Regions from separate parts of the Mus musculus genome. Here regions 2, 3, 4, 5, 6 and 7 are each linked to region 1. Evidence: chromatin contacts called from public HiChIP or PLAC-seq and promoter capture Hi-C data. All regions are on one chromosome and are shown on one strand. Each heading gives the region's core, a stretch centred on a gene start, on an enhancer-like site or on the middle of the called end of the contact. The rest is flanking DNA. Distances are from core to core; before and after follow the strand shown.

What was found. Promoter capture Hi-C pulls out the DNA fragments that hold promoters and counts their contacts. HiChIP or PLAC-seq counts read pairs in DNA pulled down with a chosen protein or histone mark.
Region 2: an H3K4me3 HiChIP or PLAC-seq map of forebrain shows a contact between it and region 1, with 7 times the contacts expected there. The contact joins the enhancer-like site here to the promoter of 2610008E11Rik in region 1. A contact is called at or near these places in 7 of 115 datasets of contacts at active chromatin or transcription factors (VIP interneurons, bone marrow-derived macrophages, differentiating embryonic stem cells and 3 more) and 3 of 9 other capture datasets (adipose tissue, embryonic stem cells and liver).
Region 3: a promoter capture Hi-C map of embryonic stem cells shows a contact between it and region 1, with 2.2 times the contacts expected there. The contact joins the promoter of Plpp2 here to the promoter of 2610008E11Rik in region 1. A contact is called at or near these places in 1 of 39 promoter capture datasets (embryonic stem cells), 1 of 484 Hi-C or Micro-C datasets (rod photoreceptor), 6 of 115 datasets of contacts at active chromatin or transcription factors (astrocytes, embryonic stem cells, large pre-B cells and 2 more) and 1 of 9 other capture datasets (liver).
Region 4: a contact with region 1 is called in an H3K27ac HiChIP or PLAC-seq map of the NIH/3T3 cell line, with 5 times the contacts expected there. The contact joins the enhancer-like site here to the promoter of 2610008E11Rik in region 1. A contact is called at or near these places in 11 of 39 promoter capture datasets (the 3T3-L1 cell line, the C10 cell line, HPC-7-derived erythroid cells and 6 more), 1 of 15 datasets of contacts at CTCF or cohesin (the NIH/3T3 cell line), 4 of 115 datasets of contacts at active chromatin or transcription factors (the NIH/3T3 cell line, embryonic fibroblasts, embryonic limb bud and 1 more) and 1 of 9 other capture datasets (adipose tissue).
Region 5: a contact with region 1 is called in an H3K27ac HiChIP or PLAC-seq map of cardiomyocytes, with 5 times the contacts expected there. The contact joins the promoter of Mier2 here to the promoter of 2610008E11Rik in region 1. A contact is called at or near these places in 2 of 115 datasets of contacts at active chromatin or transcription factors (cardiomyocytes and stem cell-derived neural progenitor cells).
Region 6: a contact with region 1 is called in a promoter capture Hi-C map of stem cell-derived epiblast-like cells, with 9 times the contacts expected there. The contact joins the promoter of Casp14 here to the promoter of 2610008E11Rik in region 1. A contact is called at or near these places in 16 of 39 promoter capture datasets (the 3T3-L1 cell line, the C10 cell line, the HPC-7 cell line and 11 more), 1 of 15 datasets of contacts at CTCF or cohesin (the NIH/3T3 cell line), 3 of 115 datasets of contacts at active chromatin or transcription factors (the NIH/3T3 cell line, embryonic fibroblasts and embryonic midbrain) and 2 of 9 other capture datasets (adipose tissue and pancreatic islet).
Region 7: a contact with region 1 is called in an H3K27ac HiChIP or PLAC-seq map of embryonic stem cells, with 5 times the contacts expected there. The contact joins the promoter of Slc1a6 here to the promoter of 2610008E11Rik in region 1. A contact is called at or near these places in 17 of 39 promoter capture datasets (the C10 cell line, the HPC-7 cell line, HPC-7-derived erythroid cells and 13 more), 2 of 15 datasets of contacts at CTCF or cohesin (the NIH/3T3 cell line and large pre-B cells), 20 of 484 Hi-C or Micro-C datasets (the AML12 cell line, the CH12 cell line, DN3 thymocytes and 12 more), 30 of 115 datasets of contacts at active chromatin or transcription factors (bone marrow-derived macrophages, craniofacial prominence, differentiating embryonic stem cells and 17 more) and 4 of 9 other capture datasets (adipose tissue, embryonic stem cells, liver and 1 more).

What each region holds. Positions count from the first base shown.
Region 1 is chr10:79,095,655-79,098,883 of GRCm38.p6, forward strand. 2610008E11Rik (RIKEN cDNA 2610008E11 gene) reads right to left here and starts at 1,946. Exons shown (of 6, transcript NM_001004362.2): 1 at 1,804-1,946. The coding sequence starts at 1,824.
Region 2 is chr10:78,811,387-78,814,286 of GRCm38.p6, forward strand. Slc1a6 (solute carrier family 1 (high affinity aspartate/glutamate transporter), member 6) reads left to right here. Exons shown (of 10, transcript NM_009200.3): 9 at 1,416-1,550. Among named protein-coding and RNA genes, the nearest start is that of Slc1a6, 32 kb to the left of the region's middle. Within about 2 kb of position 1,470, at least 43 of the 459 cell types and tissues checked have an H3K27ac peak or open chromatin away from gene starts, as enhancers often do. A contact at or near this core is called in VIP interneurons, forebrain and neural progenitor cells, where this site is marked.
Region 3 is chr10:79,531,995-79,535,101 of GRCm38.p6, forward strand. Plpp2 (phospholipid phosphatase 2) reads right to left here and starts at 1,793. Exons shown (of 6, transcript NM_015817.3): 1 at 1,630-1,793. The coding sequence starts at 1,681.
Region 4 is chr10:78,699,665-78,702,605 of GRCm38.p6, forward strand. No RefSeq gene overlaps it. Among named protein-coding and RNA genes, the nearest start is that of Casp14, 17 kb to the right of the region's middle. Within about 2 kb of position 1,382, at least 5 of the 459 cell types and tissues checked have an H3K27ac peak or open chromatin away from gene starts, as enhancers often do. A contact at or near this core is called in the NIH/3T3 cell line and cancer-associated fibroblasts, where this site is marked.
Region 5 is chr10:79,553,592-79,556,432 of GRCm38.p6, forward strand. It overlaps Mier2 (MIER family member 2), which reads right to left and starts at 1,537. Exons shown (of 14, transcript NM_001316699.1): 1 at 1,483-1,537. The coding sequence starts at 1,491.
Region 6 is chr10:78,716,950-78,719,868 of GRCm38.p6, forward strand. It overlaps Casp14 (caspase 14), which reads right to left and starts at 1,344. Exons shown (of 7, transcript NM_009809.5): 1 at 1,158-1,344.
Region 7 is chr10:78,778,942-78,781,912 of GRCm38.p6, forward strand. It overlaps Slc1a6 (solute carrier family 1 (high affinity aspartate/glutamate transporter), member 6), which reads left to right and starts at 1,555. Exons shown (of 10, transcript NM_009200.3): 1 at 1,555-1,740. It also overlaps a transcript of Ccdc105 not described here.

The sequences.
Region 1 (3,229 bases), core at 696-3,195:
AATAACCAAGCCTGTGAAAAGGCAGATGTCACAGGTGGTGGTGCCGTACAGTGGCACACAGCAGGTCTGGATGGAGCAAGGGTATGGGTCCAACTCCCAGAAAACACAGAATACAGAATACATCCTATCCCTCATAAAGTCACTGAATACACAAGTCAGAAGATAATGGATAATAGTAATACTCAGTGACTTAAAAGAAAGTCAAAATCAAATACATAAAGCATCCAGGTGTTTCTGGCCACATTCACTTCAGCTACGTTTAGCACCTTCCCTGCCACCTTCCTACGCTCACACACACACTAGGCATTGTGTATGCCATCACATCATGCCGCTCTAACAGAAATACCTGAGCTCTGACTTGAGACTAATGTATGTTAGAAACCATAGTGGGTTTCTTCTTCTTCTTCTTTTTTTTAATCCTTGGTTTTCTGCTCTTATAGAAGCATGATAGCATAATTATTAAAAAGACTTTTACTAGTTTGCAGCCATTATTCCTCAACTTGTTGGGATAGGTTCTTTCCATCCACCACATGAGTTCCAGGGATGCAATTCACACTGTCACAGTTGATGGCATGTGCCTTTACTATCAGAACCATCTCCCCAGCCAGAAAATTCTTTTTGTTTTGTTTTGTTTTGGTTTGGTTTTTTTGTTTGTTTTGTTTTGTTTTGTTCTGTTTTCAAGACAGGGTTTCTCTGTATTGCCCTGGCTGTCCTGGAACTCACTCTGTAGACCTCAAACTCAGAAATCCACCTGTCTCTGCCTCACAAGTCAGAAAATTCTTAAGGAGTAGAAACTTAAGTCTCTCCTTTCCTCAAAAATAATTCCAAGTGAGTTCTAAAGACTTTATAAGGTTTCCTGGCTGATCAAAACTTCATGATTCTGTGGAGCTGGAACATTGCAAATGTAGTTAGAACTCTTTGCGATCATCAGGTCCCTTAATATCCAGTTAGTATTCATCTTCTCTATGTGGTCGGACACCAACTAGCAGCTGAAAACTTGGGAATGTGTCCACAGAGCAGACCACTAGCTTCCACCAAGCCAAAAGCTAAGAGTGTCCCCAGATAATCTCTCATATCTGTAAGAGCTTCCTCTGCATGTAACCTATCTACCCTGATGTGTCCACAGTGTCTTTGATAAATGCCTTGATTTTGTTTTTCACTATTAAAACCTCACCTAACTACATCCACGTTGAAACATGTGATTTAGGGCAACTTAAATACATGCTACTGAACAGGGTGACTCATATCTGTCCCAGAATAAACTCTCTCTAATCCTTTTGAGGTGAGACCAGTGTTTTCTACAGACCAGAGAAATAAGTAAGCCAACTCATGCACCATTTACCTTAATTTTCAAATTTTACTCAACTCTTAAAATCTGCTTAAGCACTGAATGTTGATGCTAAGTGACATCAAGTTGCTGGGAGCCTTTACCGAAAAAATCAACCAGATGACACTGTCATAAATTGATTTTGTTTCTTTTAGCCTCCTCATGAAATTCTTAGGCAACTGTGATCAAAGTAGAGGGATGTCCCCGAAGGGGCGCTCTCCTTTGCTTACTGGCCTCCGAGCTGAGCTGCTTCTCCTTTACATATAAGGGACTGCAGAATCCACGGACCCGGCTCCTCTCTTGAAGGAAACCCATCTCCCTCAAAGTCCTCGCGGGCAAGTTGTGGACTCCAGCAACCTCCACCCTCCAGCCCAGCCTTGAAGGACCTGACAACGGCGCAGGCGCACCGGGCCGGGGGGTCGGGGGCGGCGGAGGGTGCAGAGACAGCTTCCCCGCTGCAGGACGCTCGCACTCACCATGACAGGCTCTGCCGACATCCTGCGTCCTGCGCGGGCCTCCCCACCGCGACTGTCACAGGAGACAGGGGCCTCAGTGATTTCCGATCCTTCGGAACTGGATGAGGCTACAGATCTAAGATGGCCGGGGACAGACAAAGGCCACAGCGGAGCAGCGAAGGCCCGCCCTCCATGCTCGCTCTCTGTGTATGATTGGGCAATTCTCAGTCTAGTGCATCCGATTGGATAGCATTTCGGGCTTGGCTACGAGTGACAGTAGACAGAACCAATTCGTGCGTGAATCAAGCAAAAATAAAAATAAATAAATAAATAAAAAGCAAGTTCTTGCTCACAGATGTTGTCAGGCAGGGCTGCTCCCAACCCCGTGAGAGAACAGAGCCCAGTACTGAACAATTGCCCTGGATATAGAGCTAAAGGATTTATGGACTTACGGCTGAATATATATATATATATATATATATATATATATATATATATATATATCTTATTCACAAATGGAAATCACATCATGACAGTTTTAAACTGTGTTTTCCCAACTCTAAGCTTCAAAATAAAAAGCATTCATGTAAGGCAGCAATGTCCGATACAAGCAACATGGTAGACAGAACTGAAAAATTGGTTAATTATTTAGGTATGCATTGTGACTTCTTCTGAAGGGTGTTGTTATATTATACTTTGCTCTCATCATTCCCTGTTCTATTTTCTCTCCCCCTTTTCTCCTCAGAATCACATATATGTATTCTGAGAAGTGTCAGCTTTAAAAAAAAAAATCTAAACAGGTAAAATTCACTATAATAACAATGATGGCATAATTTATTTCTCTTTATAGAAGAAAAAAATTGAACACGTATAGTGAGCCGCCACATGCATGCAAATTATTTCCATTCCTTTTGTTTTTGAGTGCTAATTTGACCAAATTCCAAACTGTTCTGAAAAATCTTAGAGAAAAGCAAATGACAATTAGAGAGATGTGCCGACCAATAAGAATGCATTTGCTTTGCAGAAATGTTGCCGTATAAGGAGTATGTCTTGATTTCAGCTGGGCATAGCAATTTTGGATACCTGAAAGTGAGATGTGAGGTGGTGGTGGGCAAAGCCATGTAGCACACATGGATATCATGAACAGCTAACTCAGCCAAGACCCTGACGCACATGCATCTAAGTTGGCCACACATTATAACCCCCTAGGACTTTTTAAATACTCCAAACTTTAGTTTCAATGAAATCAGAGTAGGGGGAGTAGGACTCCCCCCCCCACACACACACACTCATGCATGCACAAACGCACACACACTCACACATACACACACACTCATGCATGCACGAATGCGCGCGCACACACACACACTCACACACGCACACACACACACACACACACACACACACACACACACGGTTTAGAACTCTCCAGGTGAATATTGTGTGA
Region 2 (2,900 bases), core at 220-2,719, 280 kb before region 1:
ACGGGTCTCTGCATCTTTTTGTATCTGCTGGTGGATGGTCAAGAGTCAGTTATGCCATCTTCCTAACTGTTTGTTTCTGGTACTGCAGAGAATGTGGGTGGAGAGGTGGTCAGACCTTGATATTGGAATTTTAACACAGGCCACCTGTGACCCAGTAGAACCTACTTAAACTTCATATTAATTTTCAGGACTAGAAATGGCAGTCGGGATTTGTATATGCTAAGATAGGTGCTCTACCACTCAGATATATCCTTAGCTTTCTACTTTATTTTTAAGAATTATTTGATGGGCTTGAGAGATGGCTCAGTGGTTAAGAGCACTTACTGCTCTCCCAGAGGACCTTGGTTTGATTCCCACTACTTACATGATGCTTACAACTGCTTTTCACTCCAGTTCTAGGGGACCCAATGCTCTTTTATGGCCTTCATAGACATCAGGCACACATACAGTGCACAACATACATGCAGGCAAACATTCATGCATATGAAATTAAGAAAACAACTTAAAAAAATCAAGAAAAAAATAGGCTCAAAGCCTAAGATGGGCCAGAATGTTTTTACCTCCATTGTGGTAAGCTGTATTTGCCAACTTAAAAATTAGTTACTGTCTTTTCCAGCCACAGCTTTTCTGCATGATAGCCAACAAAGGTTGCATATATTTAAGGTATATTTCATGATTATTTGCTGAATGTGTGCTTTGTGAAATGATCATCATAGTCAGGCTGATTACTACATCTATCTCCCCCTATAGTTTTCTTCTGTCCTCCCCCATTACCTCCTCCTTTGCTGCCTGTGTCTTCTCTTCTCTCCACTTATTTCTCTTCTCCTTGCTTCTTTTCCACTCTCTCCTTTAATCCTGTCTTCCTGTCCTTTTCCACCTTTCCTTCTAATCCTGATGTCCTCTCCTTTTCTCATTTCCTCCCTTCTTTCCCCCTCCTTCTGGCTCTCTCTTCTCTCACTCCTTCCCTTCCTTGCTTTTGCCTCCTTCCCCTCCTCTTTCTGTTTGTTCTTCTGTTCTTCCCTCCTTCCATTATCTTTATCTTTTTTTGATGGTGAGAACAGACTTAAGGACTATTCTCTTGAAAAGTTCAAATACAAACGCAGTGTCATTGGCCACACTCTCCATGATGTACATTCATCCCAGAACTCCCCAGAACTTAATCATCTGCTGTTTAGACATTTTGACTCTTTGACAGACATTCCCCATCTCCCAGCCAGTCTGCCCAGCATCACACATTTTGCTTTCATGATGTCAACTTTTAAAATTTAGTTTCATATCAAATGTGAAATAATGTAATGTTTTTCTTTCTGTGTTAGCTTGGGAATTTAATTTAAGATGCTTTTTCCTGCCTGATCTTCCTCCAATTTTCTGTTCAGTCTTTCCTCCCGGATTCCTGACTCTCTTCCCGTTTGCAGCATCACAGCCACAGCTGCCAGCGTAGGAGCAGCTGGCATCCCCCAGGCAGGACTGGTTACCATGGTGATTGTGCTCACATCCGTCGGCCTGCCCACAGAGGACATCACACTGATCATAGCTGTGGATTGGTTCCTGTGAGTTTGCTTTGGGTTTAACCCTGGACTATCTCTTCTCATAACTTTTTCCTAAAGGATTTTGCAAGGACAGAGTTGTAGAATGTTAGATGGTGAGGGAGGCATTGGGATGGCTCTCTAGTTATGGCCTCTAGACTCCAAGCTCATAGTTTTGTTATCTTTGGGACCTGGAGTGGGGAAGATTCAGAATAGGAGGTCTCTGTCCAAGAGCCAGCTAACTTCTCTTCAGCCTGTTTCTTGTAGAAATCTTATAAAGGTGTTTAAACATATTTTTTTTGAACTCAAAAAATTTAAAATATTTTTCTTAGTGAAAATGCTAATTTTGAAGAATTTTAGAAGAGAGAAGAAAACACAGGTTGCCTGTTGCATTAAATAGTGAAGAATTTTGGCTTATAAAATCACTTGTGGTGATGGACAAAATAATCTTGGTGGACTTACAATCTGAATGTTATGACCAGGCACATTTTCTCACCTTTTCCCTCCTCCCTTCCTTCCCTCTGTTCTTTTTCACTAATTAGATTTTTCTTTGACAGTTTCATATATGTATACAATCCTCCCCCACCCCTTAACTCCTTTTCATCCCTGTCAACCTTCTTCACTACAACTCTCCTTCCACATTCACATTGTCATTTGTGACCTACTGAGTTGGAACAGAGCCATTTGTGTGTCTTGGTTTCAGACTATGCCATGGAGCTTATGAGAGGGTGCACACCTGAAGACAAGACTCCTCCTTTCACAGAATCTATCACTAGCCCATAGTTCAGCTGGGAGGAGCCACTCTCTAATCCCTATCCCTCCCTTCTCCTGCTCTCTCTTTTCTTCCTTCCCTTTCTTTCCTTTCCTCCTCTTCCCTCTCTCATTTTCCTATCTTCCATTTCCTCTTCTTTCTTTCCTTCCCTGTCTCCCTCCTGTCCTCTTCTTTCTTTCCTTGATTCCTTCCTTCTTTCCTTCCTTTCTCTTTCTCCTTCCTGCATCACTTTGTCCTTTCACCATTCCTTATCTCTCTCATTTCTTTTTTTATAACATGGAATTCACATAAAATGTTGACTTTCATCCCCATGTGGTATTTGTGGGCAAGAAAAAGTCCCATTGTACAGAGGGACTACAATTCCACATAGACAGTCTCCAGCCCATCCTACATCTACATAGACTTATATGTAGCAGTCTATATCAATTATTCAAGTCTAATAGTCTGCATCAAACACTCATGTTTAAGACTCTCTGTTAGATCCTAATATCTAACAGTCTACATCAGACTCTCATATCTAACCACCACTAAGTTAGTATATTTATAGACAAAAATCAGATATCAAAGAATAGATCTGAGGATTTCAGGGATATACTGTTAGG
Region 3 (3,107 bases), core at 543-3,042, 440 kb after region 1:
AACATCATGAAGCTGAGAGGTACGGCCAAGAAGTAAGGAAACAGGAGCAGTGTCCCCTGGGAGGGGACACCTTCATAACAGTGAGAGAAGTCTTGAAGGAGAAGAGGTCAGAGGAGAAAGATGGCATAGGGGAGAGTGGGAGAGGAGAAGTGGAGGGAAGAGAAGGGGAAGAGGGGGAGAGGGGGAGAGCAGAGGAGAGGGGAGAGCAGAGGAGAGGGGAGAGCAGAGAAGAGGGAGAGAGGATGGAAGAGGGGGAGAGGAGGGGAGAGGGGGAGAGGAGGAGAGAGGGGTGAGGGGAAGAAGAGGGAAGAAGGGGAGAAGAGGGGAGAGGGGGAGAGCAAGGAGTGGAAAAGATGGGGGGAAAGGGGAGAGAGGAAGAGCAGGGAAGAGCAGGGAAGAACATGGAGATGGTTAGAGAGAAGATCAAAGAGAAGAGAGTATCAGAAAAGATGAGAGAGGAAAGAGGGGGTTCAGAGGAAATAGAGGAGCTGAGGTCAGAGGAGGATGTGAGAGATCAGGGGAAACACACATCTTCTGCATAGGAGGAGGTAAACTCCAAGGATCTGGTGGTAGAGAGCAACACTGAAGACAACTGAAGTTAGTGAATCCTCAGCAGACAAGCCAGGCAGACCACAGCTGTGCAAGGTCTGGACGAACCTAAAGCCCTGAACATGGCTGGGTTGCATGGCAGGTGTGGGCCAGGACACTGGCTCCCAGCTGTGTCCCCTCTTCTTCCTCCACCTGCAGTGGGTATTTGTAGGGTACTTTGTTCCCACCAACAGGAAAGGGCCTCCTTCACTCTGGCTGCAAGGCTTCCCTATCACCACCCAAAGTGTGCACTGACTCCAGTGTTCATTCAGCCACTCAGAGGCATAGGCCTCCTCCTGCTGCTGTGACTTCCCAGGTAGCTCCGCCCCTGGGGACTCAGGACTTTCCAAGGAAAAATGTAGACTATTTCCAAGTCCTGTAGTCCCTGGCATACAGTTAAAGCAACAGAAATGGTTCTACAAACCCATACACTTAAAAAGGGTGCCAATGGCTGAGGGGTGTCCCACGGGCTTTCTGGCTGCCAACGGGCCCAGCTAAAATGAGTATCCTTCCGGGATATGGAAGGTGGAAGGGGAGGGAGATGCAGAATGAAGGAAGATAGAGGCACCCCGTCACCGTCACCGCCTTGGGTTAGAATCCAGCCACTGTCCCCTGGGCCCCAACGAACACTTGGCCTTTGTTCGAGCCTGGGGGGTTCGGGACGCTCCTCCCAGCGGCCTGAACCGGAATGGCAGGTTTGTCTGTGCGAGCCTAGCTGTCCCCGCCTCCCGAGGGCACAGTGCTGGACCTTGGCCATGGGTCACTGGCCTGCAGGGTCTTGGTTCTGCCCCGCCCGTGTGAGTCACATCGCTCCGCGGCACTCGAGCGACTTCCTGCTGCCAGGACCCTCCACCCAGGAACAGCTACAGGTAGACAGGCAGCCCCGATCCCGCCAGGAGCCCAGGAGGGCTGGCGGGGTGCTCACAGGGAAGTGTAAAGCATTGGTCACCATCGTCCGCATCTCTAACGCACACTGGCCAGAGGGACCGAGGGAGTGTGCACCTGGGAAAAAGTCCCCGCACCCGGGGCTGAGGCTCTTACCGACCAACACGCACAGCACGTCCAGCAGCACGAAGACCCACCTCCGCTCCATGTCGCCCCGGCCCAGGGACGCCCGCGACCCCCGCTTGCCCCAGCTGTCCCGGCAGCCCCAGGATCACATGGCGGTGGAGACTGCCGGACCCAGGGAAAGGGCAGGGCTTGACGAAAGGGCCCGGGCGAGGCGGAGGCGGGGCTGAGGGAGGGCGTGGCATGAAGAGAAAGTGCGGAGGCGGGAGGGCAGGAGAGGGCGGAGGCCCTGAGGGGTGTGTTTGCCACCTTGACCCGGGCGCGCAGGGGCAGGGGCTGGGATGGGCGGGTGTGGGAGCGTGTCTCAGGACAAACTGAAGTCCCCTATTTGGGAGGGATCTCCAAGCTGGGATCCGAGAATCTCAGGGCTGAGAACAAGACTCAGAAGTGTTGACTGGGGTCTCCATGCAGAAAGGAGTCTTCCAGCTGGGAGGGGCCACCAGAACTCAAGACTGTAGGCTGGAGGTCACCCAGGTGTCCCCAACACTTGGGCGGGGTTCTGCAGTGATAATGCAGAGTTGCAGAGAGGGCAAGCCGACAACCGCCTGGGCAGCACTCCTAAGTTGATCTCAACCTTTCCAGAGGAGGGCACCTGTGCTGGACACAGTGACACTTCTAAACCCATAAGTACCTTAGCATGGGATGACCAAACTCAGGCAGAAGCCCACCTTCCCTCTAAAGTAGCATCTTGTAGTTGCTGTCAGGTTGGAAGGTTTCAAGACCCTTCATGGTGGGAAGGTCAGGATCATGCCTTAACACAGGCTGTATCCACTCTAGAGAATGCCACAGAGATTCTGAAATTGACCTATGATGGGTGGGACCCAGCCTACCCTGTTCAGGGGGTGTCCTGAGACCCTGGGCCAGGGACACTTGGGAGCCAAGGGCATGTAGACTCTGGAAAGAAAGGCCAGGATCTCCAAAACCCACACTGAATCCTTTGTAAGAGGCCACAGCGTGAAGCCTCCACTCCAGAGACTCCAGCTCCTTGATGCCTCCACGGAGGCCACACTCAGAGCCAGTCAGACCTTCCTCCACCACAAGGTTGACTTGAGTCCAGGATGTTTGAGACTTGAGGGCAGGGAAGGTCAGGAAAGAGACAACCCCTTGCTGAAGGTCCAAAAGGTCTCCCCTGACCTTCTCTCCTGCAGGATGTCACCTAGGCAGAGTTGACCTGAGAGGTCCTCAGAGAACCCAAGTGCCTGTGCTTTGGTGCTGGGGGGGAGCAGCATGCAGTGACCTGTTCGGGGTAAGGGAGGGTCCCTGCATCCTAGAAAGTGGCCTATAAAATGGGCAGGCAGAGCTTTCAATACACTGTAACCTGTGCTACACACAGGACTGGACAAGGACTGTGCAGAAACCTGGCTTCAGGTCTTCATTCATGTCCCTCCCCCATGCCTACCTGACACCTATGTGGCAGGTCTGACCCTTTAAAGACAAGGGCAGGCTGGGCT
Region 4 (2,941 bases), core at 132-2,631, 400 kb before region 1:
TCACCTGTTTGGATGTGTTTTCCTGTTTTTCTTTAAGAACTTGTAACTCTTTAGCCATGTTCTCCTGTATTTCTTTAAGTGAGTTATTAAAGTCCTTCTTGATGTCCTCTACCATCATCATGAGATATGCTTTTAAATCCGGGTCTAGCTTTTCGGTTGTGTTGGGGTGCCCAGGACTAGGTGGGGTGGGAGTGCTGCGTTCTGATGATGGTGAGTGGTCTTGATTTCTGTTAGCAGGATTCTTACGTTTGCCTTTTGCCATCTGGTATTCTCTGGAGTTGTGCAGGATACACTCAGCGGGGTCCTGGAACCAAGATGTCTGTGCAGGGTACACTCGGAGGGTCCCGGAACCAAGATGTCTGCTGCCGATGCTCAGGCAAAGCACTCCCCTGCCGGGCAGATCCCTATCCTCAGAAGTCTTAAGATCCAGTGGCAGTGTTGTGGGTAGCTGGCAGGTGTCATCTGGCTCTGTGCCCTAGCTACCCAGGTGCTGCTTGGACTGGAAGGGGCTTGTGCCAAGTTTAATTTTTAAAAGTAAACAATCTCTCACATCATAGAATTGTTGTTATGGGTAGTTGTGTGTCTTCCACTGTGTGTGCTGGGAACCAAATTCAGGTGCAAGAGCATCAAGTGCTTTTAACCACTGAGACTCTCTCCTGCTCCCCAAATAGAACCGTTTATGTAATTAAACAGTGACTCCCAATTCTCCCCTGCCCTTAGCTTTTGATAACCTCACACCCACTGCCCATCTCTGAACTTGCCTTCCTGGATACTGTCTGGAATCATGCTTTGTGTCTGGCTTATTTCTTGTAGTATATATTTCTAAGGACCATTCAGGTTGAAGAACTCTTTTAAGAAAGAGAGACTTGAGCCTAGACGATCAATAGAGGATTAGAAAGGCAAAAAGGCAATGCTGGGCTAGTGAGATGGCTCAGGAACTAAAGACACTTGTCTCTAAGCTGGATGACCTGAGATCATTCTCTTGGACTCATATTATGAAAGGGGAGGATTGGCTCCCACAGTTGTCCTCTGACCTCCTCACACAGGATATGCCAAGGATATCGGCACCCACCCACCCACTCAATAAATGAGTGTTAAAAAAGGGAAATGCTAGGATTTCTTTAATTTTTCCCCTAATATTTTTTTCTGGTTATGTTGTTTATACATTTAAATTTTTTTCTTTATTATTATTAAACTATTTTATTTATTTACATTTCAAAAGTTGCCTTCCTTCTTGATCCTCTCTCCCTGAGTTCTTCACCCCATCTCCCTCTCTCTGCCCCACCCCCATTCTCTGTGAGTATGCTTCCCCATCAGGCAACATACCCCCACCAGCATCCCTTTTCTCTGAGGCATCGAGTTTCCACAGGCTTAATCACATCCTCTGCTGCCGAGGCCAGACAAGGTAGTCATCTGCTACACATGAGCCCAGGGCCACGGACCAGCCCATGTATACTCCTTGGTTTTTGGTTTAGTCTCTGGGAGCTCTGAGGGTTAGTTGACACTGTTGCTCTTCCTGTGGGGTTACAATCCCCTTCAGCTATCTCAGTCCTTCCCCTAACTTTTCTCTGGGTCTCTGACCTCAATCCAATGGTTGGCTGTAAGTATCTGCATTTGTCTCAGTCGGCTGCTTTTAGAGCCTCTCAGAGGACAGCCATGCCAGGCTCCTGTCTGCAGCACAATATGGCATCAGTAATAGTGTCAGGGTTTGGTGTGTGTGCAAGATTAAAATTTGTTCTTGTCATTTTTTTTTGAGACAAGGTCTCTCTATGTGGCCTTGGCTTGCCTGGAACTTGCTATGTAGACCAGGCTGGCCTCAAACTCATGGAGATCAGCATATCTTTGCCTCCTGAGCGTTGGGACTAGAGGATTATGTGCCACCACACCCAGTCTCCAAATTTTTGTGTGTATGTATGAATGTTTTGCTTTCTTGTATGTACACCATGGTGCATGTCTGACACATAGAGGTCAGAAGATGGCTCTAGATTTCCTGGAACTGGATTTAAGGAGGTTATAAGTTATAATTTAACACATGTCCTCTCAAGAACAGCAAGTGCTCTTAGCTGCTGAGGCAACTCTCCCTCCTCCTCCTTCACTCTGTTTCTCCCTCCTCCCTCCCTCTCTTACTCTTCCCTGACTCTTTTTCATTCTATTGACAGTGCTCCAAATGTAAGCTGTGGCCTTGTATATATGAGGCAAGTGCTCTACTATACAACTGTTTACAACGCTATGGTTTTAACAGATTATTCTTGTGAGATCTTCTGAGCAGCCCAGGTCTGGGAAGTAAAAAGAAAAGTTGATGTGAGGTCCTAGAAGTTTCAAAAATGAAAATGAGACTGCTGTGTGGATCTGTACTTATCTCTCAGGGGGATTGGTCAAGCAGCTGGTCCCACCATGACAAAAACAGAAACCCCAGACCTGAGAGATGGCTCAGCAGGTTAAGATGCCTGCTGTTGATATTGACAACTTGAGTTCAATTCCCAGGATCTACATGGTAGAGAGAATGAGTTTCTGCAAGTTGTCCTCTGACCTCCATGTGTGTGCAGTGGCAGGCACACCCCTTCACACACATATTATAAATAACTAAATTGTAAACCAAAAGAAGTAGAAGTGATTTTGATACTGATGGCAATCTAGTCGGAATAAAATTCACCCCACTCTCCCTCTCCCTGGCCCCCCTCCTTCCTTCTCCTTTCCCCTCTCTTCCCTCTAGTGCCTGTCACTGTCAGAAGCAAATAGGAAGCAACTGGCCATGCAGATCTTGGCGTAAGGTCAAGGGTGTGGACTCTAAACGAGGACTTCATCAATAAGGGATTAGTTTAATGAACTGGCTGGGTTGATGGTGACCTCATTTCTTATAATTGATCACTGTAAAGACAACTTCATAAATAGATGAAATGCTTTCCTCCCCAATAACCAAGTAATTAGAATGAAGGTGGAC
Region 5 (2,841 bases), core at 287-2,786, 460 kb after region 1:
AACATTAACTCCTACAAACTGCAACCCACAAAGGACCCCAAGAATTATGAGAGGTCAGAACAAGTGAATACTGAGTTGTCAGAGAGCATTCTCAAGAGAAATGACCCACATCCACACCTAGGCAAGGGCCCCGTGCCCCTGGTGTCCCAGCCTCGCCCCTCCACCGTGGCAGCTAGGACATCCCGAGAGACGGGTTCAGCCTGTCTCCACCCACATGGAGCTAGGACATGGGACAAACAAGGGAGCTAAACCAAGGGACAGGAATGAAGAAAACGGGTGGGAGCTGGGCAGCTGGGGTCAGAGGTGGCGTCCTAGAGACCAGATGAAGTGGGACAACTGACAGGCAACTCTGTAGGAATTCCGACTACAAGAAAGAAACCCAGGGGCTGGATGGTCTCATGAGGACTGCAAAGGATAGGCACAGCGAAGAGGTGTGGCTTAGACTAAGAACGGGACAAGCCACCAGCTCAAAGAGATGGCTGAGACACACACTAACCAAGTAGCTGACACTGAGGACTTCTATGTAACCACTGCCACTTTCATGAGTTCAAAACATGGATGCAGCAAAACACCCTCTCAGTTATAGAAAGGCACCACCAGGTTCCCACTTAAGATGAGGAAACTGAGGCAGAACCCTTCCAAATCCTAGACTCCAGGAGAGCACGTAAGCACAGGCTGGGGAGTCTCCACCACCCATGCCACACAGGGCAGAGCAGCCCAAGAGCACCCACTTGGCCGCCATGCCCCAAAAGGGGTATCGGTTGATCTATCTTGTCTTCAGAAGGTCTGCTTCCCCAAAGGCCCCCTAAAGAAGGAACTAAACCCCTAAGAACCCTCTGAGTCAACCAGCCAGAGTTGTCCAACGGGGCCCCCAGATCCCGACCCTGTGGCCCACGCGCGGGCCTGTTGCTGCCCCAAGCTGCCCCACTCGCGCACTGTGCAGAGTTCCAGTACCGGAGTGGCGGATTCGCAGCGCGTCGCTGGGGGCTGGTCCCGGAGTTCAGCGGCCGCACCCCGAGGTGCAGGTCAGCTCTGGGCTGTGCGCCGCAGCCCCGCACCCGCGGGGAGGCCCGCGCTCTCGCTCCCACAGCCAGACGAACTCCACGCGCGAAACTTTCCGCTCGCAGAGAGCCGCCGACTCCGCGCCCTGCTCATCCCCAACGCGCCGGAATGCGGTCCCCGCGCCGCCGTCCCAGACGCCAGCGCCGCACACCCACCCGGTCCGCGGCGCCCTCCCGCCGCGCGGCCCCGGGTCTCGGCCCCGCACCCGGCCGCCCGCGCCTCGCGCCCCTCCCCCCCGCCCGCCCGCGCATGCGCACCATAGCCGAGATGGGGAAGGGGGGTCGTCGGGCGCCCACGGGGCTCATGCTCCGCCCGGTAATAGTGGGGAGGCTCGAGGCGCTCGGACTGGGAGAGCACGGGCCGGACCAGGTCGACCCAGGGCAGTGTGTGGGAGGGGCCGCTACCCAGCCGCTCACTCACCTCCGCCATGGCCGAGCGTGCGCGCGGGAGGCGGCGGCCGCGCGGGTCCCCGGATGCGGTGCCGCGCGCTTATTGGCGGAGGAGCTGGGAGGCGGAGTGGGGCGGGGCCGCAGGAGGCGCGTAGTAGGTGTGCTGGCGAGGAGCGGAGATCTATAGCCTGGGTCCGGTGTACCCCACGCCCGTACATCAGCCAATCAGCTGATTCCTGTGTGTCCACAGGTGAGGGAGATGGCGCAAACAGGGAACAAGCCACAGGTGAAGAACAGTCTACAAGTGAAGAGGTTCCACAGGTGAGGGGACAATCTAGCAGTGAGGGGTTTGGGTCCCGAAGTGAAATGGGTATGGTCTGGAGGTGAGGGGAAGGTCCAGAAGTGATGGGGAATGGACTAGAGGTGAGAGGGGATAGTCCAGAGATGAAGGGGAGGATGTCTTGAAATGAGGGAGAATGAGATGAAACAACTGACAGGTGAGGGATGGTCTAGGGGTGAGGGGGTGGTCCTGAGGTGAAGGACACTGGTACAGAGAGCAGGGCATGAGAGCCTCCAGAACAGGTGCACAAACCTGACTTTCGCTGTCAGGAGGGTGCAGACAGAATGGGAGAGGCAGACCGGTGGGCAGACCTAGGCTTGCAGAGGTGAAGGCCTCTGGTCTACACAAGTCACCAAATGACTCTTCCTTCCCTCTGGGGCCAGGACCAAGCTGGGAGGTGAAGGCACCACTAAGGTTCAAGCACAAAAGCTGTCTCCCACCCCTGAGGATTTGCCCAAGACAGAAAGTCTGCCCCCTGCTCGTTTGGTGGGTTCATCATTCCATGAACCTGAGTCAGTCAGTCCTAACCCAAAAAGAGAACTGTGACAAGGATCACTAGAGAAAGCCAGGCATGGTCGCCCATACTTGTAACTCCAGTGCCCAGGAGGCTGAGGCATGAGAGTTACTATCAGTTTGAGGCTAGCATGGGCTTTGGAGCGAGACCCTGCCTCAAGAAACCAAGCTACTGGGTATGGTGCCACAAGCCTTTAATCCCAGCACTCAGAAGTCAGAGGCAAACAGGTCTCTGTGAGTTGGAGGTCTATGTAGCAAGTTCTGGGACAACCTTGGCTACGTAGTAAGACCCTATATGTGTCAAGACAAACAACAATAGCAAACACACACAAATTAACCAATTACCAAAGGTTAAGCAATTGGATGAATGGATGAGCAGAAAGATTCTTCAAGGTTAGGGCTTTCTTTCCCATGGACCTGATAGTTGCAATGGGGAACTGAGGTGACCTTTCAGCCAGCTGGGAAATATGAGCATCATTAGGGGAGGTGGACACTCAGCATTTCCTCAGGTGATGCCTAGACAACATCTCTCATCCA
Region 6 (2,919 bases), core at 94-2,593, 380 kb before region 1:
GATGTTCTCCTATCAGCCATCAAACAATCTTCTACACATTTACCTATAAACCAACCATAAATCTCTTAGTTGTCCATATCTACCCACCCAGTTGCATCTAACTCTCCTCCACTGATTAAGCATATGTTTCCTGAGGGCTTATTATATATTAATCACCGGGAAAACATTATGTTAGATAGTCCTTCTCCTTGCCCTTATGTAGTTCTATGACAGACATGAATGACCATCAACTTTCTCCCCTATGAAAACACACACACACACACACACACACACACACACACACACACACCCCATGAGGAAAGAGGAAACAAATACTGTAACTATGGAAGTGACAGGAGCCCAGCTCTGAACTCAGACATAGCAGACCCCAGTCCCATCCCAAGAACATAAGCTTCTCACTCTGTCTCACTCTGAGATTCAGTGGTTGCATCTGGGAATAGCAGTAGGTACATCAGCAGTAAAGGCAAACTAAGCCAGGCTTCATGATCCCTACTGGCCTCGTGGCTATGCCGCTCCCTTCTTTGCCTGTTTATACTTGCATTACGGCAATGTGTGTGTTTTTACAAACTACTCACTGAATATCGCTTTAATCATCTTTGTGATTACATGCCTGTAATGAAGAGTGTAAGACAGATGTATTGACAAGTACAAATAAAATTTACAACAAACATCCCATATTTTATGTTAAGTATTAGGTCTCTCAGACTAGAAAGAAGAAAATGACATGAAGAGGAAGTAGCCGTGCTTCCCCGATTCTTACTCCAGTGGCTGAACTGGTAGCTGAGCTGAGTTTTCATGACCAAAGCCTGCTGTCTTTATCTGTGTCTCCATCAGGGCTGACAGAATGGGTGGAGAGGCAGGTTTTGAGGAGAACGTGTTGAGCAAACAAATAAACAAATGAACAGACAAGAAAGGGCCTGTGTAGGAATTTGTTAGAACAAATGGAAAACTTCTTCATTTCTGTCAGAATAGAAAAGGGGAAGGGGGAAAGAGGGAGGGCAGAGGGGGGAGGGAAGGAGGAGGGAGGGAAGGAGGGGGAAGGGAGAAGGAGAGAGAGAAGGGGAGAGAGAGAGAGAGAGAGAGAGAGAGAGAGAGAGAGAGAGAGAGAGAGAGAGAGAGAGAGAGAGAGAGAGAGAGGTGACTGGCAAAGCCCTCACCGGCTGTAGAAGCAGGTGCTCCTTCTCCTTGGGATCAGGCCCTGGCTTGTCTGTCTCCAAGCTGCTGATAACAGCGCTGTCATTCAAGAGGAGTTAGAGCCTCGTGCTGCTCTCCAAGAAGGGGCGGGCACGGAAAGGTTTCCCCAAGCTTCTCCTGAGATCCTGTCCGTGACTAGAGCAGTACAAACTCTGTACCTTTATTGTCTGCAAGTTTTCTGTCACCAAGACACCTCGTGACAAGAGAGCCACACCCTTGGCGGCAGGTGTAGGAGCAGAGTCAAACGCCCATGGAATGAATGAACGAACGATGGCATGGCTCAGTGGACACCACCCCACCCCCACTGCACCACCTCCCGGCCTACCTGAGGGAGAGCATCCAAAAGGAACAAAACACGGCCCCCTCTGCTCTCTATCCCGGGTTCAACTCATTAACATGAGATCTCTATCATCAAGACCAGTTCACTCATTCCACTATCAGGCAGATAGCAGCAGCTTCACTTTCGCGTCATCTCCAGTCCTCAGGAGTCCTCAGGAGACATTAGCATTGTCTCTCCCATTTTGAAGCCTAGGCTCAAGGCTGTGCAAATAGGTGACAGCTCAAGAACACCCAGACAGCACTTACCATTCAAATCCAGGATTGTCCTCCACGATGCTTTATGCCCCCTCCTCAGCTCTCTTCTCTTCCTCTTATTCTTCCCCTTTTGTTCTATCCCAGTATCTTGTTTTATGTTTATTTTTATGTTGACAGGTTTCATGAGATAAACTCATACTATTCAGCTCTTCCACTGGCATGCCCAACTTGCTGGCTTTAAGACCTTTACAGAGTAGGGCCAGGAACTCTTCACCGTACAGCACTCTAGAACATGCTCATTGCCTTTCAAAGACTGGCAGGATCTCTCATTGAACCAGGAACTATGCTTGCAGGCAGCAATCCCCAGCAGTCCTCCTGTTTGTAACAGTGCTAAGGTTATAGACCTGAGCATGTGGCCCCGTATGGCTTTTTACATGGTTTCTGGAGATTTGAATTTAGATCCTCGTGCTTGTGTATGAAAAACTCTGATGAGACATCTCCCCAGCCATGCATCTTAAAGTAATTTTTATTCCATTTATATTGGTTATTAATTGCATACCACACCACATACCAAAGTATGTATATGGAACTCAGAAGACAACTTGTGGGAATTCTCTCTACCTTTTGGCCCAAGGGATCAAACTCAGGTCATTTGCAGTAAGTTCCATTACCCACTGAGCCATCTTGCCCACCCACGCTTGTTCGTATATGTGACATTGTGTGTATGTGAGTGCATGCACATGCATACACATGTGTGGAAACCAGTGTTGGATCTCTTCCTCTATTGCTTTCCGCCTTAGGTTATGAGTCACGGCCTCTCACTGAGCTTCAAGCTCACTGATTCAGCTAGACTGATTGGCTGGCGAACACCTGATATCCAACTGATTTCACCTCTCCTCGGCTAGGATTAGAAATGGATGCTGCCATCCTCTGCTTTTTATATGCGTGCTGGGAATCTGAACTCAGTTTCTCATGACTGAGCCATCCGTCTCTTCATACCCCCTTTCCTGGATATTTTACAGAAATCGATTCATGTCGCACATAGCCTTCTGTGTTTGGCTTCTTTCATTTAGCACAGTATTTTTGAAATTCCTTGACATTGTAGCTTGCATTGGTCTCCATTGCTCATCAACACTGAATACTACTGGGCCGAATGAAACCTACCTGATGGAGGTCATTTTGAATATTTTT
Region 7 (2,971 bases), core at 305-2,804, 320 kb before region 1:
CTTCAAAGAGTTGGAAGGAGGATATGACCAAAATACATTGTATGCATGTATGAAATTCTCAAAGAATAAGTAAAAATACATTAAAAACAGTGACTCCAAATTCTATATATTTTTCTGCAAATTTGATCATTTCATTCTTTATGGGTGTGCAAAATTTCATGGTGTAAATGTACTGCATTTTTTTTTTTTTTTTTGTTCAGGGGCTGGTGAACTTTTGGGATGATCCCACAACGTACCTGTAGCCACACTGGTCCACTGATTTGTGGATCTCTGGATTGAGAGCCACACTGACTTGGGGGGAGGGTGTGGGGTAGAATCCCAGTGCAGTTTTGATTTGGCATCAGAATTTAAAACTGTTCTCCTTGTGTTTAAAAGGTCCAGGTAAGACTGAGAACTACCTTGTTTAGCAAGTGTTCAAGGATTAGGGCCAGGGCTCTGAGTACAACGACTGGACAGCTCTGAAGGCTGTGCTATTTTATGAGAACCTGTCACTTTGTCTGCAAACTGGGGTGGTAACGTGTGTTTAGTATGGCTATGTAAATGAAATAGAACTCAAGGAATCTTCCAGATGCATGATGTTGCCATCAATAATAGCACAGTAATAACAACAACGAACATCGATTGACTACACTACAGTACATGTTTGTATTGTGAGCTTGCCACGGCACATCCGTGGAGATCTGGTGTTGGTTCTCTCCTTGTTGGTTCTCTCCTTCACCATTACGTAAGTTCTAGGAATGAAACTCAGGTTGCCAGCCTTGCCCTGCAAGCAGTAGTAAGCCATCTAACCAGTGTCTTCCGGGTTGATTTTTATTATCCCGCTGGGGTTGGTGTCAAACTCTGTAAAGAGGCTCAGTTCTCAGAAGAACTAATGTGCTGGAAGCTACCAAGTCAGTGTCAACCTGGAGGAAGATGCCAGCTCCACAGTGTCGCAGATACGCTGCAGATTGCAAGGGATACCATTAATTACAACAGTAACAGCAATTATGAAAGGTTTCGATTTGCACAGCGCTTCATGCTGCAGAGAGCGTTTTCACGTTCGCTTTACTTTCCTCAGCTGTAATTTTCTCTCAGGTCGGCCAAGTCACCTCCCTTGTTTCAGCGAGGAGGCCAGGCTCAGAGAGGGAGAGGGACTGGCCGAGAGGGACACAGCAGTAAAGTGGCCAAAGCCAGAAAGGTGCACCTGAGGGAGAAGCTGGGCAGCGAGCCCACGTGGTGGCTGTGGTCACCCGATGCGGGCTGTCTTCCCTCCCCCTGCCTCAGACCCACGCTGAGGATGTGGGCGCTCTCCCAGCGGTAACAGGGCTGGGTACCCCAACATCCCAGGAGGCCTGCTGGCCTCGGAGGACTCGGGAGGGGCAGGGGGCGGGCTCGGAGGCGCGGCTCGGCGCGGGGGCGGAGGCTGTGCGGGAGAGGCCGGTCACCCCGCCCGCCCCGCGTCCCGGAGCTCCTGAGCAGCTGCGGCAGGGGGACATCCCCGAGGGGGTCCCGCCCCCCGCCCCGGCCCCGCGCCCCCCGCACCCACGTGAGCTCAAGGCCAGCCTGCATTCCTCCGATTGCATAGCGCATCCCTGTTCCGCGTCGCTCTCTCTGTCTTCGGGTCCCCAACGCAGACACAGCGCGGGTCCCTGGAGGGTCCCTGCGGACCCGGCCAGGTCCTTCAGCGGGTTCTGGCTTCTGCATCCCGGCGCAGCGCGCAGGCCAAGGCGCGGGCAAGGCGGCCCCGCTGACCCGAGGCTGGTGAGTGGGACATTTATCCTGAGTAGGGTTGGCTCTGGGTCCGAGTCATTCCCTGTGCACAGGTCTCCACTTTCTCATTACCTTTCCTCAGTGCTTTCCAGTCCCGTTATAGGTGCTGAGCCTGCCTCTGCCCTGCCACTCTGGTGAGTTTCCTTACTTTAGATCCCTGGGTCTCCTTCCCATCTCCAGAACTCCCCATTCAGCAACCTCAACTCCCAGGCAGTCCTATTTCCAATACTGAATATGATGTCTCTCCTATTTCTTTGGCTGGACTCCATTTTCCCTACCAGGGGTTCATAATCCAACTCCAGACATGCCTGCTGTGGTTAAGACCGACCATCATTCCAAGGGAGCTGGGTATGGAGGTGCGATTGTGGTTGTACTGTGTTATTTATTTTTGGGTGAGCATGTGCTTGTGTGCCTAAGACTTTGGTGAACATCATTGTCCACGGAGTTTCATTTGCATGGGGTACTTGTGCAGGAGGCTCAAAGTGTGTGGCTTTGAGTTTCATGGTGTGCATGGTGGTGGCGCGCGCGTGCTGGCGCGCATGTGTGTGTTTCTCTGTGTAGACTTTGTATGTCTAATGCTGAATGTATGGGGTTGGTTGTATTTCTGACGGTGTGAGAGAGGTTATCTGTCTTCTGGTGTGCATGACTGTAGCAAAGGTTTGTTTGTGGGGAGGAAATATGTGTTTGGCATGGCGCGTATGGATTCACAGTTCTGGAGGGTGTGTGGCTGTATGTCTGAAGAGTCTGCGTGGGACTGCATGTCCATAAAGGAGTACATAGGTGTCAGTTGCACACAGGATGTGACGCTGTCTGTATTCAAGTGAGTGTGTGATGAATGATGTCTATCTTGCCTCTTTCCCGTCTGTCACTTACTCCTCCAGGTAGCATAGCATCAATATATGATGTTATTTAAACAAAGAATCTTCCTTTAGCCCGCCATCGTTTGTGCAAGAAAAGGCCCTGGAGATGGCTTAGTTATAGGCCTGAGAATGGAGGGAGGAGAGAAAAAACAGGCCATTTAAGCTTACAGCTTTAGGGCTGGAGAGATGGCTCGGTGGTAAAGAGGACTTCCCTGGTTTGGTTGCCTGTTTCATGGGCTCTAATACCCTCTTCTAGCACTCACACACATAAGATAAAAATGAACCTATTTACCCCCCCCCCCCCCCACACACACACACACCTGCACTGTTTCAGGCTGCATCAACAAAGAAAAAGAAAACAT